Regions from separate parts of the Anas platyrhynchos genome. Here region 1 is linked to region 2. The links are chromatin contacts, called in public Hi-C maps. All regions are on one chromosome and are shown on one strand. Each heading gives the region's core, a stretch centred on a gene start, on an enhancer-like site or on the middle of the called end of the contact. The rest is flanking DNA. Distances are from core to core; before and after follow the strand shown. Region 1 overlaps CXADR (CXADR Ig-like cell adhesion molecule). Region 2 has its middle 32 kb from the start of CXADR.

What was found. Hi-C and Micro-C count contacts between places; a contact is called where the count stands out from the background.
Region 1: a contact with region 2 is called in a Hi-C map of skeletal muscle, with 5 times the contacts expected there. The contact joins two enhancer-like sites. A contact is called at or near these places in 2 of 8 Hi-C or Micro-C datasets (liver and skeletal muscle).

What each region holds. Positions count from the first base shown.
Region 1 is chr1:104,528,215-104,533,407 of IASCAAS_PekinDuck_T2T, reverse strand. It overlaps CXADR (CXADR Ig-like cell adhesion molecule), which reads right to left. Exons shown (of 8, transcript XM_038186900.2): 8 at 4,667-5,193. Among named protein-coding and RNA genes, the nearest start is that of CXADR, 35 kb to the right of the region's middle. Within about 2 kb of position 1,942, at least 1 of the 8 cell types and tissues checked has an H3K27ac peak or open chromatin away from gene starts, as enhancers often do.
Region 2 is chr1:104,461,150-104,466,167 of IASCAAS_PekinDuck_T2T, reverse strand. No RefSeq gene overlaps it. Among named protein-coding and RNA genes, the nearest start is that of CXADR, 32 kb to the left of the region's middle. Within about 2 kb of position 2,492, at least 2 of the 8 cell types and tissues checked have an H3K27ac peak or open chromatin away from gene starts, as enhancers often do.

The sequences.
Region 1 (5,193 bases), core at 693-3,192, 68 kb before region 2:
GGCAGTCAACTGAGTAAAATTTTGTACTACATTTGAAACTAGTCTAGCTTCTTCTAAACTGTCCCATCACAGGAATCTCTAATTCCCCATTTAAGTTGTAATATCTATATCAAAATTTGGATTTGAAAGTGTGAAACTCTTCTGCCTGTCACAGGACAGGCCTTAGTGTGTTAGTACTCTATTTCCCAGTTTCAGCAACTCAGATACAGCATTCTTCAAACAGTTCTGCAAGGGTTTCATGCACTTCATTTCCATGTTAAAGCATGATTTGATCAGAGATGTATTAAATTTACCACCTCCTTTTCCATTAACCTGAAGAGTAGGACTATCAGAACCTCCAAAAAAAGTTTGTTTTCTGATAATAGAGAGAGCTACATAGAAAAAGTTCAAAACTGAGAAAGACAGGTGTGAAGGGAACAGGGATTTTTCTGCAAGGACAACACATTCCTGTTGCATTAATGACAGCTAGATTGTGAGGACAGAGACCTGGCATTGACAATTTAGACACTCAGACATGGTAAAAAAGCAGCACGAGACAGTGTTAACACAGAAGGCAGTAATTCCATTATAATTTCTCTGTCAAGCAAAACTTTCAGAGTTTCTGTTGTGATAATTTTAATTAATGCAATTTACTTTGTAACCGGAGAATTGCTTATGCAGAACAGAGTACATACAGTGCATTGTAAGCACTTTGACATATTCAGTATCAGCTCAGGCTCCTGCTCATGCCTTTCTGCTTCCTGAACGTTAAAGCATCCTGCATTATATAAGCAAACAATTCAAAATAAATCACTTGCAATTCTTAACATATTACATTTTCCCATAAACAATGAGAGTCATAAGAGGAATACAAATGAACTAGAATGAACCACATTAGAGTCTTACTATCTCTGTTTACATTTTATGAACTGGGCCTTGCGTATATGGATTAAAGCAAGCAGTATTTGGATGATACACCACATTGTAGAGAAAGATACTGGTTTTTCTTTTAATGGTTTCCCTCTTCACCTTCCACGTTACTGAAGTTGAGTTTGAAGTAAATTATTCCTCTCCACTTGAACTTGAGCCTTTTTTCTTGTAAACAACAGAAGACATCGTTTGCATAGAGAACTGCACTACCAGTGACCTAGCTACACTGCCCTTGAAGATAACGGTGATTTGCCCAAGTGAATCTATTTCATCAGATGCCTTAGGGAGAGACTTGGAATTACTTTGCAGTCACAAAAAATAACTGCATACATTTTTGCAAGCTCATAATTGAGGACAACATCAGCATTATCAACAGCCATCTCCTTTAAGTATTAAAAGTGGCAACTTCTGCTGACATGTTTAGTTCCAACACTGGCTGGGCCGGGATGTCCTGAGAACACACTGGATTCATATAGACTGGTTCATACGTGTGGTAGCCCATGGGATGCATGTGCAATACAACACAACCTGCATCCCATTCAGACCAGCTGGTTTCTGAGCAGGCCAGGAGGACTAAGGGTGCCTGGAACCACCAGTTGGAAGCAGAGGTAACTGTAGCCTTCAAGCATCTTCAGATTTACATGGCTGCTAAAAATCACCATTTTTGATGCAGGGAGAATTTGGGTATGTGTGTCTATTCCACAGAATCACAAAATAGTTGAAGTTGGACAGCATCTCTGGAGTACATCTAGTCTAACTCCCTGCTCAGAGCACTTTTAGCATTGCTGCTGAAATAAGTTGTCCCACCTTTCTCTTGTACTTCGATCCCTGTTTCCACTTTCACACTGTCTCCTTCTCTTCCCCTTTTGTCAGCACAAATATTGGTGCAGCTGTCTGGTGAACTGAAATGGTGAACATATCTGAGTTAAAACTAAACTACGCTATATGTAAGTAATTTTAAACTAAATCATGTCTCTGATGTGGCTCACAGCAGCTGCACCAATGCTTATGCTGACAAAAGATAAGATATAGCCCAAGGCCAGAAACGAAAAGCCAAGAGCAAGAAGGACTGGGCCAATTCAGCCTCTAGCATACTGAGTTCTGCTGTTTAAAAAGCATATGCTAGAGTTACAGTTTGGGGTTTCTAATTTTTATGGAAATAATTACAATGCTATAAGTTCAGGCCTGGATAGAGTCATGGCAATGTGAAATTGCCTTGTAGTGGCATAGCTCGTTCCCATTTCTGAGCCTGTTGCAGCCATATTGCCTGTAGGGCAAAGTCTGAATCTGGATCAGCCCCTAGACCACAGGAAAGTTCATTTGGTGAAGGATCTGACTTGCTTCAGACTCCAGATGGTGTAACACCCAGGCAGTCTGAACCCACATAACCAGCTTTGGTCTTAAATTGCAACACATGATTTCCATATCACACATCAAACCTAAAGGTCTGCATGACTAGAACGCTTGGTAACCGTGGAGAAGATGCCAGCAAGTGTTAAAATGTATGAGCACAGTGCTATTTTTCAGATGTGTATAATTAGAATGGCTGTTGGAAAAATTATACTGAGAGGTCTGAACTAAATAGAGTACAGTAACAGCTTGATTCAAGAATTCACATTCGATAGACCTGCATATTATGCAGGGATAGTGGGAAAGCACTGCAAGTTTTGCAGCAAAGATGCAGGCTGCTGAGTATAGGCAGCTCTTAGGCTTTGTCCAATTGTCCAGGTCAGCTAGCTTGCATATGAAAGAGAAAGACAGAGATTTTTGGGTGTGGACAAGAGCTCAGTTACCAAATAAGTACTGCTTGAACTTTCTTGTGAAAAGCAAGCCCTGGCAAGAAGATCTCTTGGCACAAGAGCCAGGGTGTTTCCTCCACCCTTTGACCAGGTGAGCCAGTCTGCATGCTAGATACAAAGATAAAATGTTGAAGACTTGAACCATATCCAAGTAAAAATGCCTACTGACATATATAATTCACAAACAGACACCAGGTCACAGTAATCTATCCAGGCATGATCTCCAGGCTTCATTATTTTACCTTCTAAGCATGAACACAATGGCAGCATGCAGACAGAGTTAGTCTCAATCTTCAACCTGTCTATATAATATCAGGAAGGCTTTCGAATTTGTACCACATTTACACCACTGTAACAAAACTAACAGTTACTTGGCCATCTCACTGAGGTAGACTTCTGGACTAAATAGTCAACATTCAGTACCTTGCAAAAGACTCCGTGTTGGCATCTGGAAGGCTAGTAAGAAAAGCTGTACTGTCACGTGGATTTGACATGACAAAGTAGTTCTGCAGCTACTAGCTTACTTGAAGAAAACAAATGCATCACACATTTAACTTCAAGAGCAACAGATATTTTTCTTTACTCAGAATATATTGAAAGATAGTTTAAGCAGGAATTTGAGTACAAAAATGGTTCCTTTCACTCCATGGACATACTTAGGTGCATGAAGTTTCAGACTTTTCTCAAGTTCTTTTTACAAAACTAATTTTTAACCAACTAGCTGATACTATCAGCTTGCACAGTAATTCCTGTGTTTCTCCCCTCTCCTAAAACACTAGCAGTTAATCACTTAGATGATGGGGTGTGTAGGGAGGTGGGGGTGGAAGGGAATATCTCTTCATCTTAATTGGAGCAAACTGTAGTGAAAAAAGTTTTATTTATAAATTACTGTCTTATGTGACAGTCTTATGGAACCAAACAGGCAATTGGTGCTTCTTGACCAAGTAACTTTCCCAGTGGAATTTTACCCTGATTAATTACTTGCCAGATTTGCTCACAGACAAGTTTAGGCAGCACAGAGTCAAGGGAGAGATGAGTAATGCAATGTTTTGGCATAAAAATAAGTGTTTCTTAAAGGCAAAGTATCTTTTTCTGCAATCATAATATTGAAATTAAATCAGATTTGAAATTACTTCAAAAAATTTGGCTACTTAAACAACTGTGACATTTAGAAACTCCTCTTTCCTTTTTTCTTTTTTTTTTTTAAACTTTTTTCTTAATTTATCTTATTTCTATGTGCAGTGTCAAAAACAAATGTATGATTTTTTTGGTCAAAAGCATCTCAGTTTGAGTTTATAATACAATTAGCTGTGTTCCTTTCAAAAACTGAAGCAAAATTAATTAAGTAGCATACTTTTCAGCATTATAAGCACCAGTATCACCAATGAAGTATATGGTTGCCTTTCGAGTACAGTATAGCAGATACCACTGGATTAAGTTTTAAATTAGTAACTACATATTATAATAGTAAAACAAAAACAAACAAAAAAGCACAGCATGCACACATACACTCAGCATTTCTCAAGAGCAGAGAAAGATGTCCTTAAGTTGCTCTGATTTATGGGGACTGTGACAATAACCAAATGACCACTTTAAAAACTGCCCACATATCGGTGGGGTACTGACTCCCACCAATTTCATCTTAGCCACAACTTTAAAATAAAACAAAGAATAAAGTGAATTATTAAAAGCTCTGATCCACAGGATCAGATACAGTGATTTCATCCTTACATGGTTAGGTAGATTAATGTTTTTATTATGAACTCACAGTTTTAATCAGTACTCAAAGTCTCATGTCACAGAAGACAAAAGACTATGTACCTAGCTTGGTTTAAAGAGAGCATTCTTCCTTCCTCTGGTTTTCTGCAGGGTAAAAGTTGAGGAACAGAAACAATGAAACAGTGTACAGACATGAATTACCACAACATCTGCATTAACAGATTATGCTGAAGCAAGCATTAACTGTAGCATTCAAATACATTTTATTGTTATAAAACATATACAATCTTAAAATACAGTACATTTCAAACACAGGTTGCAAGTCCTCATTACAGTGATACTGTAGTAGCACTACAGTACTGAATAGATGATATACTTCCTATCACATTAGCTGAACAGAAAGCTAGGGAAAAAACAGAACTATTCTATTAAAGATTAAAATCTCTTTCAATGCCCCACTGCTTAAGGCTGTATTTCTACCACCTGAGTTGATTTTGTTAACTTGATGAATTTTTGAATCTATGTGGTGGTGGAGCAAAGGGGAGTGATTGTGCATTCTTTTTAAAATACAAAACTAGCAAGAAAATGCTGGTAGTCACTTTGTAAACTTTGTATTAAAAATATATAAAAGAAAATTTGGTACTTACAAAACTAAATACAGTCTACTTTACAATCTTGAATCTAAAGTGAGATTAAGTTAAAAAAAAAAAAAGCACTTCATCATGAACTTCAGTTTCACCGTACTTGAAATTCATGCAAAAAATGA
Region 2 (5,018 bases), core at 1,243-3,742:
CCCAGCTTGCTGTGACAGAAATTTTCTAGCAGCACCCTGAGTTTCACATGTGGTTCAAGCCTGTTTGTAAGTCCACAGAAAATGGAAGACGCATTTCCTCTTTTGCAACAGCATCTCTTTGCACATCTCTTCAGACTAAACAATTATTTCAACCTTTCTCTCACTGTCTGTGTTTTATATACCCACTGCCATCCACTTCCTTCTCCTCTGGGCTATCCAAGTACTTTTTAGGTTTTGTGTGTGTCTAATTTGTTTATGTCATCACTCTCACCTGGTGAAGTCCAAAGCTTCAGGGCCAGCAGGGCAGTGCCTCCCTTCCAGCCGGCCCCATTCTGCAGACCTAGCGAGGCAAACTAGGCTGGGCTGGGGACAGTGACCAGGGTCAGCCACAGCCTGGTCATCCCCAGGCACTGCTGCAGGCTCTGGGCCTGGCCAGGAAGGCCAGGGCAGCTGTGCTGCAAAGCTGACCCCCAGCCCAGGCAGCAGACCCCAGTGCTGGGGTGGCAGGGAACGTGCTCACAGCCATGAACAATTATATGTACCTCTGCAGATCTTAGCGTGTTGCTGTGTGTCTTGAAGGGGGTGCTTGGCACTTCTAGTGCTTGCAGAAGCAGATGTTTCCCTAGCAGACTTTCCTCATTTTCGCTCAAAGTCCATGTGAAACTAAAAGTTCAGCTGTTGGGGAGCTGACCTTTTGCACTTCTGGTACTGGAGCCACAAACACGTGCAGGAGAGGAAAAAGCAAGTATCAGCACTTAGCAAACTGGATAAAACATGAGTTAAGTTTTATTCATATCTGATTTTCCCTCCCAAGCAAAGGTTTGGGTTTTAGGCTTGGTTCCAGTGTTATGGTGCTGCTTTGCTTACATGTTTTCTGAAACTGGTCTGGTTTATGGAAGAGTCTTAAAACATTCAATCTTTGCATATAACATAAAGGTGTCTTTACATTTCAAAGTGTTTTATCTCTATTCTTCTTATTCTCAAACAGGATGAATGGCATATAGTTAAACCGAAACATCCACACTTGTGCTGCTTGATTCCAGAGCCACCTGAAACCTGCGTTTGATCCTAAAGGGCCTTCAGGTGCTAGAAAGTTCTGGTGCTCCCGGCCAGACCCAGCAGCACTGTGGTTCTGACAAGGCCTACATTCCTGAAACTGTGGGTGAGATTTCTTTCACCTAAACTTAGATGTTTACATCTCAGTAACACGTTACCCTACATACCCTTTACACTTAGTAGAGCAATATTGGCACTTCTAGGGCCCACAGTGAGATGAACCATTTCCTGGAGGAACACATTTCTCTCCATAGACAACAAAAACATTTAGATGACTCACTCTACATAAAGGTCCATATTTTGCCACCTAAAGCGTGCTTCCCCCTGGGTGCTCTGAGGTCTCCATACACAAAGCCTTCTCAAAGGACAAGGCTTATCTGATGGGACATGCATGCCTCCAGCTCAGTACCTGCACATATATAGTCTTGTTCTAGTCTTGTGGCTATGACAAAGAATTGCTTTTAATTTGTGAAGATTAATTACATATCAGTTTCAGGCATTCATCAAGCTGGGGCTGCAGGATATGGGTCCCACTTTTCAAACCACAAAACATCACTTAGGTATGCACAATAAATCCTTTTTTTTTTTTAAAAAAAATAAATAAATAAATAAAAATGCAGTCCTAGCTGATACTTCCCTTTAAAGCCTAGCTATTTCTAGTGGTTAGAGAATTAACCGTAGATTTGAGAAACCTTTTTAGACCAATATCCACAGGATACTAGCTGTACCCTCCACTTTGAGCTATTCTACCTATGAACTACAAATTATGCAGAATGGACTTTTAATGGTATAGCTTGTGCTGTAGTAACACAGACACTAAATCTGAAATCTTGGCTTCCTTGCTTAAGCCCAGAAAACTTGAAAAGTCTAGCTCAGCCAGGTTCAGTCCATTCTGAGAGTCAAACTCACCCTTCCAGTGGCGGGCTCTACTATCTGTTAGCCATGCCTCTTCACTCTTTCAGGATAGAACCTATACATATGTGTACTTGAGCATATTTTCCAGTTTTGTGGTTGGCACTGTGCAGAAAAAAACCTGATGCCGGTAGATGAGATGAGAAGTGCATCTGAAATATTGATCCTGTAACCCTGGTTGTCCTGGCACGGATTTTTGACCTCTGCTCTGACCACACTGTCACCTGATCGCTGTCAACTCTGCTCTGACCACAGTCATTTGTCACTGTTAACTGATACTATGAGTAGTATCAGTTATGGAGACAGCAATGGGAGAAAATACATATAGTAAACTGAGGGAGAACTGAAGGTAGGAGAGGCCTGTGTGCTATCAGAGCTGTTTAGGACACTTGGGTCTATATATAAATGGGGGAAAACGTAGTTGGGAGCCACACGCACCTCTTTTATGCAGAGAAGCTAATGCCCATAGTAGGCGTAAGCTTCCCAGTGGAGAACGGGAGAATGCCGGTCTGTCTCTGTGAGACACTGACCTCCCCTGGTGGCTTTCCCAATTACAAGCTAGGTTTTCTCGCTCCTTCCTACAGTTACATGTACATGTACATCAGCCATTTCAACAGGGCCGGGATTCCTATTTCTCTCCGTTTGACTTGAACACCTAAGACATCCTGCTGTACAACAGAGCAAGAATCGTGGCATGTCCTCAGAGAGTCCTAGGCTTGTCACAATATCTTTGGCTTGCTTTCACAAACTCAGCCTTGGGAAAAACAACAGTAACAACCACAATAACAACAAAACCATCACAAACTGTTACAAGCACAAGTCCAAAAGCTGCTTCTTTGCCTTTAATCATGATATTAATAATAAATAAATAAATAAATAAATATGTCCACATCTTATGTCTTATTCATTAGACAGACAACTGTAAGAAATACAACTGCCTGCACTATGTTGATTCAAGCTGGGGAGTGCAATGTTCTGAGAATTTCAGAGCACTCTGTGAATGTATAAAACCACATAAGCAAAGTCTTCTTCTCCCTTTCTCACAAACTTGCTCATGTGTGACCCATTATCAGTAACTGTTCAAGATATGCAAAGAAGTAACAGGGAGTACTTGTGTTTGTACTACTACCACTTACCACTTACGTAGTAGAAGCCTAAAATCAAGGCCTCTGCCAAGTGCTGTCATGAAATAGGAAACCCTCAAGTGCCAACTTATTCCTCTATTACTCACATAGGGCAGGCTGTTTCAGTTCATCTGTGGGATTTACATTATCAACAGAACAAGCCAAGCTGTACTGCTCAAGTGGTGCAGCAATGACCACCGGGTGAAGATGGGTATCAACATGCCAGACTGACGTGTGCCTGAAAACTGCCATCAGTTACTGCTTATGATCTGCCTTTCTTGCCACTGAATGTTTTGCTTTGCCTTTCCATTTCAAGTAAGGCAATAGCTGCATTGAAAGGACATAAATTTATGGGGCTAAAGTGGGAGAGATGAAAGGCCTGCAACATCCATGGATTTCAAAGACTGTCTTAAACGGAGAATCACACTGGTTCTACACACTTCTGGATTTTTCCCTATCTGATCCTGCTGTGCCATGGCTACAGGAGTGCAAACTGTGTTGTGAACCCTGTGGCCTTTCTATTCCCCACATGGGAGTAAAGGAACAGCTGGAGGAACTGGAATTATTTACATGTGGGCAGACTGTATAACTGAGGCTGAACAGAGATGAAGACATACATATTGACAGGCAGTGTCTCTTGATGATTTTACCTTCTTTCTCTCAGGTTTTCTTTTATTTTCCTGTAATTTTTCCTAAAGCCATAAATCTTGCTACTAAATGCAATTTTTGTAAAAAATAAATAAATAAGTAAATAAATATACACACACTATATATATAAAAAATCATTCTATCTGTGACAGACAGAGGTGGCTCTCAGCAAAATAGAGAGTTGCTAAGAAATACATAGATGGGAGCAGTAAATAAGGTATGACTCATTTGCTACATTATCAAAGTGTGGTTGCCTTTGCCACTGTTGGGGAGGAAGGAGAAGGTGGTGGCAGCAGAAGTAATGGTCCCTTTCTGCAGCAGCATGCACCATCCCCTGCATTTCCCCTCCCTTCTCTAGCACCAGGAAACCACAACTCTGGAGCACCTAGCTCTCCCAGGCCTGCCCTATGCTGCAACTATCTGGTCACCAGTTTTCAAGAAATGCGTGGGAAACAAGATTTTTAAGATGCAACTCTATCTATAACATTTCTATGTTACTGCTTAAAGTGTTTTAAAAGGTGGTGACAGTGTGGCTTCACAAGCCCTGTTTCTGTCTGAAATGACACATCTGCCATCTCCCTGTGACCTGGAGAATTGTATCCTCCCTCTGCCCTGAAGAGGGGCAGAACAGATTCCTCTCTCTGAAAAGGTCTAGAATCCATACAACTTGGGGCCCTGATGTAGCAGGATAAGTGTTGCTTACTTTCACTTAAACCTGGGCTCAGAAGGATCAGGGTTGAGTTTGAAAAAGATATTTAAGTTAGTTAAGAACTCTTGAAAAAAAATATCCTTATTGTACTTAGTTACTTGTACTGTGTTCCACCTTGTCTACACACACCAAGTAAGGAAAAACAATGTAGTGTTTTGAGAAGTTTTTATTTTTTAATTTTTATTTTTTTTCCTTCAAACTCTATACATTTTTATTTTAATTTTCTAAAGGTTTTGTCACTTATGACAGGAGAAGGGAGATTGCTGTGACTGAACACAATACCTACACAGAAAAATGTATAATCAGAATTAATCCAAATTCACTTTTTAGCCATAGATAGAACTAAGCATTTTTAGCAGATGATTCATCTCAGACAGAGGAGTTGCAGCCCTTTCCAATATCCAATCTTTCTGAGCTCTGTCACTTTTCCAAACTCACACACAGAGGTCAATGACAAACAGCAAGATTGGAAATATTTTCCCCTTGTTTAATTTCTCCTTTGATTTTGAGCTAACCTCTTACCTGCCTTGTTAAGTTAGACTGTGCCTAGAGACAGATACTGGCACCTG